Regions from separate parts of the Mus musculus genome. Here region 2 is linked to region 1. The links are chromatin contacts, called in public Hi-C maps. All regions are on one chromosome and are shown on one strand. The core of a region is the stretch at or near the end of the contact, and the rest is flanking DNA. Distances in the headings are between cores, read along the strand shown.

Region 1 (4,007 bases), core at 960-3,459:
TTACAAAGACAAAGTTTGGAGCTGAGATGAAAGGATGGACCACGTAGAGACTGCCATATCCAGGGATCCACCCCATAATCAGCATCCAAACGCTGACACCATTGCATATACTAGCAAGATTTTATCGAAAGGACCCAGATGTAGCTGTCTCTTGTGAGACTATGCCGGGGCCTAGCAAACACAGAAGTGGATTCTCACAGTCAGCTAATGGATGGATCACAGGGCTCCCAATGGAGGAGCTAGAGAAAGTACCCAAGGAGCTAAAGGGATCTGCAACCCGATAGGTGGAACAACATTATGAACTAACCAGTAACCCGGAGCTCTTGACTCTAGTTGCATATGTATCAAAAGATGGCCTAGTCGGCCATCACTGGAAAGAGAGGCCCATTGGACACGCAAACTTTATATGCCCCAGTACAGGGGAACGCCAGGGCCAACTAGGGGTAGTGGGTGGGTACGGGAGTGGGGGTGGGTGGGTATGGGGGACTTTTGGTATAGCTTTGGAAATGTAAATGAGCTAAATACCTAATGAAAATGGAAAAAAAAAAAACAGGTTCTGCTTTTTATCCTTGACTGACCTGGAACTGGCTACATAGACTAGGTTGGCCTCCAAGTCATACTCAGCCTCTGCAAGAATCTTTAATATGTTCATTTGAATGTAAACTATATTTTGATCTTTTAAGTTTAGGTATATGAAGGCTTTATATTAAAAAGATATTTTTAGTTATTTTGCTGTGCGTGTGTGTGTGTGTGTGTGTGTGTGTGTGTGTGTGTGTGTGTGTGTGTGCGTGTGTGTGGTGTGTCACCAGACACATGTGTAAGTCAGAGGACAACTTGCAGATGTAGCTTCCTCTCCTCCCATGGTGTGGGTCCCAGAGATAGAACTCACATTCTCAGAGGTGGAGGCAGGCTTCGTTGCCAGCCTTTACAGAAGTTTTAAAGCAGTGGTTCTCAACCTTCCTAACACTATGACCCTTTAATAAGTTTCTCACGTTGTGGTGACCCCCAACCATAAAATGATTTTGGTTGCCACTTCGTAACTACTGTACTTTTGTTACTGTTATGACTCTTGATGTAAATATTCGTGTTTTCCAATGACTTTAGAGACCTTCGTGAAAGGGTCCTTCCACCCACAGAGAGGTCATGACTCACAAGTTGAGAACCACTGCTTTAAAGTAGTGTGCCTTGCTTTTATTGTTAAAGATGTTGTGAACGATAATTTGTGCATTTTTTGCCTTGGTTTGAATAATCAATATTTGAAATAGAAAGTCCAGTTAGGAAGAATCCCATGTGTGAACCGATTAGACTAATCATCAGAGTGTGGATGGAGAGAAAAAGCTGCAGATAATGACTACCTTAACGATAAGACAGAACTTTGTGACAGTTTGTTAAGAAGACTTTGATAAATATGGAGAATGTAGTTTGCCTGGAATTCCTTATTGATAAATTGAAAGAATAGTTACAACTTTATCAGAAATAAATTTAATTGGTGTGAGTTGGTAGGGGCATAAAACATCTCTTTAATGTCTCTCTGCATGACATTTTATGCATAAAAATCTATCACTATTAACTCTTTTGAAGGAATGGCTAACAATGTGATACCAGAAGACGGTGATGGACAGGTTAAAGGATCTCAAAGCAGAGCAGACAGCTTGCTTTGGCTAAAAAGCGGCTCTTTTCTCTCTCCAAATTGTCAGCAATTATTTGCCTTAGAAGAAACAATTTCTCAAGAATCTTGAGTTAAAGTTAATCAGTGGACGATTTGGAAGTTCAGAAGTTGGCTTGTTATAATGGAAGGGAGTGTTTTCTACTTTGGGATTTTAAATGCCACTTTCAAAGTTGATCCAATCCACATCACAGACTATTTCCACCAGCTAGAATTCAGTGCAATCAATGCAGAACCTTTTACATGTTCCAAAATAGAAGCTCCACCAAAGAAGTTGTTGTCAAAGGCTAGTCTGATCACCATCATTAGTTAGCTAGAAGGTTCACTGGTTACCTTGTCTCCTTTCACGCTAAGGACTTTACGTTCCAATTTTGCAGCTTGCAATGCTTCTTCCTTTCCCATCCTCCAGGGGGCAGTGACCAGGAATATGCCTCTAAATCACAGGCTCCCAGATCAGTACCAAACCCTTCCTGCGCTGTTCCTGGGAGCGTCAGATTTGTCGCAGGAGCCTCACCCTGAGCCTGCGCAGACTGTAGCTGTCGCGTGAGCGCATGCGCCTTGCGGAGAGTTCGGCCCTGACGGCTCTGGGCGGGTCTGGGCTGCTCCAGTGTTTTGGGGCCCAGGAGCAGTGGGAGGAGCCGGCGGGTTCACCGTGGTAACCGCTGCGCCGCCGCCGCCGCCACCGCCACCGCCACCGCCGCCCCGCCTTGCAGGCCTTGGGACTGTCACCGCTCTGCTTTGAGGGTACTTTGGCCGGGTCTCCGGAAGTAGCCCTCCCAGATTCTCAGACACTCCCATTCTCCCCACGCCGCTGCCGCCGCCGCCGCCGCCATGCAAGGCGAGGACGCCAGATACCTCAAAAGGTGATGACCCGGGCTCCGCCCTGAGCAGGTCCTTAGGTGTTTCCCGGCTGACCATGGGATGTCCAGGGGCAGAGCTAGACACGAGAAGGGGTGGGACGCAGGGAAGGAAAGAAAGAGGAGAAAATGATGGGGTGGAATAAAGGATGGGCCCTGCGGGGGCGCGAGGTCCTCTTTGGCTTGGAGGTGTCCTGACAGCATCTGATGATGTCCTTGCTACATTAATCTATAACCTCATTAAGAGGCAGGTTAGGCGAGATAAATCCCATATTTCCTAGGTTTTGTTTTTTGTTCTGCCCCACTCTCCTGGATTCCTCAATAGATAAATCCCATGGAAGCTTGGAAATGAATTCTGTCACATCACCAATTTGTGTTCAGTTTGAGATTCATAAATCATGGTGGGGTGTGTGGAATAAAGACGGACGTGGTGGTTTTTGCTTTATGCAAGACTGGATTGAGATGTTCAGTCAGCTGGTCTTGGTCCACTTTACTCACTTGACGGTCACATACACTGTATAATTTCTGTAGGAAGTTCATTATTATTAAGACCTTGGCATGCGAAAGCCTACTATTTTTTTTTTTTACATATGTATGATATCAGCTACACCAAGAAAAAGGAAATTTTGTGAGATTCCTTAATGTCTGTAGAAAAATAAGACCACCCATGGTTAGAAAAATATACCTCTCACTGAACCAACTGTGAGGGAGCAGTGAATAAATCTTTTAAAATGCTAATGTAGAGTCTCTATTTTTCGTTAAAGCTCTGTTGCTAATCCACTGCAAAGAGCACATAGATTTGGTTTTTTGGACATAATTACTTCATTTGAAAATGAGAGATAATACTTTCTGAAGGACATAAGGACAAAGTATGAAAATACTTTTGAGAGAAAAACCATGCATGTTAGGTGGTGACATTAAGTCCTAATAAAATTTGTTAAGTGTATTTTCCCTTACTTGATAGGGTTCTAGCCATATCTTGCAAGAAATTAGAAATAATCTTGCAAGTGGTAGTGGATTCTTGAACATAGTCAAATAGTTGTAAGATAAATCAACTATACTGCTTGTACAAGACAAGGGAACACAGTGCTTTGTCTTTTTCATTTTATATCTTTAACGAAAAGGCAAATGAGAAGACTTTCAGTAGAGATTTGTAAAAAGGAATATGTAATAAAAACAAATACATGGTCAGAGTACTCATTCTAACGTCATTTTGTTACCATATACACATGTGCCCATTCCCATACTCCTGTACACACACTCTTTATCTGTCAAATACAGTACACTTTCTAATTTCAACTTTAAACCGAAGGTTGTTTTAAAGAACATGCTGCCATTGTAGCATTTGCTGATTTTCATATACTATGGGTGTGTCAGATGTGGTTTTATTTAGAGTCATTGTACTAGTGTGGACCCTCTTAAAACCACATCATCTAGAAAACAATCAATACAACTGATCTACTTACTCACTGTGATGTTTTAGT
Region 2 (4,007 bases), core at 598-3,097, 56 kb after region 1:
TTTTTGTCAGGTTTTCTTTCCTCCAGTACCTTAAGAGCATCACACGGCCCACCCTCGCTTTGTCTCTGAGGGCCTTGTTGTGTGCCCACTGTCAGATCACTGGGATACCTTTGAAAATTAGTTGTTTTTGTTTTTTTTTTTTAAATCTTGCTTCTTAAGAATCCTGTCTTTAACTTTTGAAGCTTGCATACATGTTTTATGTTATAACCTTATGAATTTGTGAATTTTCACTTGTAATCTTTGGCCTTTGTATATGTAGCTGTTTAATTTATTTCTACATTTAGAGGTTTTCTGTTACCATCTTTGAATAAACTTTCTACTGCTTTGGCTTCTCCAGTCTGTTCAGGTCTAATAACTCCAACAGTTGCTCAGTCAGTTCCTCTTCTCAATCCTTTCGTGGCTCCTGTGGCTCTGTTTTCAAGTGGCCTGCCTTTGAACCCTGATGTGTTTTGCTGTCGCCCTCTGTCACATTTTCCTGTCATTTAGCATGCTTCCCAGCACAGGGGTTTGTTTGGTTTCCTTCTTTCTTCTTTGCCTGATAAGTAAGAGCTTATTGACTTCTTCCTGTGTGTTCACCTGAATTTGAGTTCTCAGAGTAACAATTTTAAGTTGTCCATGAGTTCATAAACATTGCTCAGTTTCTGGCCCTGTTTTGTGCTTGTGGTGAGATAGCAGGTCTATAAAATTTACTGATGTTTATTGGAATCGAATGGACACCTATGCTTTTAGCAATTAGATGAAATCCATTCTCTTGTCATTTGTCCATTTCTTCCAGGATTTCTAAATCAGGATTCTTATTTTCTTGTGAGCCTGTGGTCACTATTGCTGTATCACCACTAGATGGTACCCTAAGTATGAGTTTGCAATGTATCCCTACCTGATTTACTTATCTTCAATGCTTCTGCTGTAGAAGCCCAAAGCCAACTTGGCCTAAATGCAAACTTGATATATTGTTTAAGATGGAGTTTATGAATACCTAAAAAGAATAGTTTGCCACTTCAAGCCTTTATTGGAGCCAAGAGACAGTGTTCATCTTTATTAATTTCCTGTGTTCAGGCTCATAGGATTTTACTTGGTACTTACCTCACCATGGGAGGATCAAATTCTGAAGTAACAGTTTGGTACCTGCTCATTTCTTCTCCCAAGTAGACTTGGTTCTCTTATTTATGCTGCCTGGGTCTAGAGCGCGTATAGGGCTGGCAGTGTCCTGAACACCCACAGCATAATGCCATATTGCACCTAGAGCCTAGATCTTGTTGAGTCCATAATGTGACCGAGACCCACCTAAGACTCCTGCAGCCAGCTGCAGGTCATGTTAGCAAGGATACAGTTCTGTCTTAGGTATCAGTATACCAACAGGCCGGTCTAGAGGGTCTGTCTATAGATACTAGCCTGGATCCACTGCTGCTGAATTTCATTATCACTGATCTGTGCTTAATTTACTCTTCTGCCATCTAGAAAGCAGAGTCTTTCTCCATGTCCTGTTAACTGAGGAGGTATCACTTGACTGTCCGGCCATACGTAGTCCAGAGGGCAAGTCCGCTGTCCTGGTGATACCTGCCCTGGAGCTCTCTGTTCAGTACTGTTTGACTATGGGTTCACAAGGTATAGGTTCTTGCATTATGGAGTGAATTCCCTTTCTCACCCAAGTAGATGTTTCTTTGGATGCTTGTTGCTTGTGTTTAGAGAAACTGAGACCCAGGCACCTTCCTTCTTGCTTTCCTCAGTGTATCTGTAATTATTACCCTGAAACCAAGTGCTGTGATCTCTTATCTGGTTTCCTTCACTCTGGGAAGTGGGTTCTCACATGAGTATGTGCCTGACCAGAGAGTGTAAGTGGGAAGCCTGCTACTGGAGACTTTACCCACATTTTGCTCTATAATCGTGTTATCTTTCATAACAGACATGGCACTCTCCTAATGATATATTCACCTCCCAAAAGCTCCAAGCTGACACATCTTCACACGGAAGATTAGGTTTCAATATCTGATTTTTGTGGGGATATAGATTTTCAGTTTGCAAGAAGTCTCTTAGAATCAATTACAGATATATTTTCTAAATTTTTTATGTAAGTTAAAGTAGTGATATGATTAAAGCATAAACTAAGGTGACTGTACTTAAGACTGTTACTGGAGCTTTAGGCAAGAGCCCTGACTTCAGGATGTAACGTTAACTGACTTAAAGAGAGGTAAATGGTGAAAAGCCACAAGAGGAGATGTAATCGGTGGAGCACGTCGTAAAGGACATATATAAAAGGGTTCCGTGGCCCCAAGTACATATTCAGGAAGAAAGAATTAGGGGATGGGAAGAGGTATACGTAAGTGAGCAGTCTCAGACAGGGTGTCGTTTTGCTGGTCATTGTCTCATTTCTGGTCCTGTGAGGTCATGCAGACAAGTTTCAATGGGAGTAGCATAGTTCCCACAGGATGGTTTCTTCTGCGCCTGCGGCCAGCAGCTGAAGGTGGGATTTCTCACTAGCATAGAAAATGGTCCTCATTTGGATGGTAGTCTGTTGGCTCCCAGCTCCTCAGGGGTGTTTGGGAGGTTCTTAACCATAAAGGTGGCTACTGGTTGATAATCTTGTTCCTAGAGGAACTGGGATTTTAATCCCATGTTTTTAGGACAGTAACTAAATTCCAGGCTTTTTATCTGGCTTTTAGTTACCTTGTGGTCTGAGTGGTCTGTGGTTCTCCGTGCGGGCTCTGCTGTGTGTGAATACCTATCATTGTCTTTCATTCAAGTTTACAAATCTGAAGATAATTCATAGTTTAAAGCTATAGATATTATTAGTATGCTCAAGAATGTACACTTTCTGAATGGCTTCAAGGCACAGTGTATTTTTCTTGAATGTTGTTTCCTTCCCCTGCTAAGCCATTTCCTTTGTACCAGCAGCGTATGGAGAGCAGTGAGTGCCCTCCCCTATGATGATGTGTTAGCTCCATCTCCTGAGATTTTGCAAACTGACAACTGAGCTTATTTGAATTGGATATTTTTTAAAATTGAATTCCAAATAAATTCCCCAAGGTTTTCATCCTGGTAATGGTGGTCTTCAGCCTCCCGCAGGGGACTTGCAACCCTGAATGAGCAAACCTGTTTTCCTTGACTGTCCTGCTTTGCTTTGCTCACAGAAACTGCATTTCGGGTATTCTTGAGTTTCTGGTATTGCAGTTGTTATTGTGTTGTTATGTGTATAGATAATTGAGTCTTCAGTTCCTAGCGTAAGAAGCTGACCTTCCCAGTGGAGTCTTCCAGTGATCTGTTAACATGTCTGATGTTTGGCCATCAAGCTTATGTAAAAAGTATAGTAAGAAACTGCTACCAAAGCTGTGCCTTTGAAAAGGTTAGGACTTTGACTCAGAGTAGTATGTATTTAATATTGTTGCAACACAGTGCTCACATGAATATATGAGATACATATATACATATATATATATATATATGTAAAATTGTGTATATCTGCATGTATATATATGATATATATTTAATTTAGTATATGTAATTTAACATGTTTCAACAGTGTTTATCTTTCTATATGTAATATGTGTTTTTCTTATTTTTTACATGATAATTATTTTGTACTCATTAATTTTATGTCCTCTGATTGATTTAATATTCAACCCCAAAACAAGTTTAGCAGGAAATAGACTTCTTTTCCTCTAGACCTTCAGAAATATCACTGTTTCTGATCTTTTCCTAAGTTTCTTTTTATTTTCAAGTGAATTTTAATGTGTTGAACACTTTGTACACTAAGTTATTTTAGGTTATTGGCATGTTCCAAGAGTAATCTCCATGAAATTGAAAGAAAAATGGAAAAACCTTGTTTTTGGATACTTTTATTAGGGCCATGCTTTTAATGCAAGTTTTCAGAAGTGATTTTTATGCTGTTCCAGTGGAAGTGTTATCAATTTTAATTGTATTGTCTCCATTTGACAGCTCCAGAATTCAAACTTCTTATTCTTACTGTTAATAGGCAACTTAAAGTACAGTGAACTGTGGATCTTCCGAGG

The links. A called contact is a pair of places that touch in the nucleus more often than the background predicts.
Region 2: a contact with region 1 is called in a Hi-C map of the HPC-7 cell line, with 2.0 times the contacts expected there. The contact joins the enhancer-like site here to the promoter of Kifap3 in region 1. A contact is called at or near these places in 2 of 39 promoter capture datasets (liver and macrophages), 1 of 15 datasets of contacts at CTCF or cohesin (the NIH/3T3 cell line) and 1 of 484 Hi-C or Micro-C datasets (the HPC-7 cell line).

Annotation. Positions count from the first base shown.
Region 1 is chr1:163,777,374-163,781,380 of GRCm38.p6, forward strand. It overlaps Kifap3 (kinesin-associated protein 3), which reads left to right and starts at 2,210. Exons shown (of 20, transcript NM_001305643.1): 1 at 2,210-2,529. The coding sequence starts at 2,498. Gm51663 (predicted gene, 51663) reads right to left here and starts at 2,167. Exons shown (of 2, transcript NR_165475.1): 1 at 2,000-2,167.
Region 2 is chr1:163,833,419-163,837,425 of GRCm38.p6, forward strand. All of the region lies in intron 10 of Kifap3 (kinesin-associated protein 3), which reads left to right. Among named protein-coding and RNA genes, the nearest start is that of Kifap3, 56 kb to the left of the region's middle. Within about 2 kb of position 1,848, at least 8 of the 459 cell types and tissues checked have an H3K27ac peak or open chromatin away from gene starts, as enhancers often do. A contact at or near this core is called in the HPC-7 cell line, where this site is marked.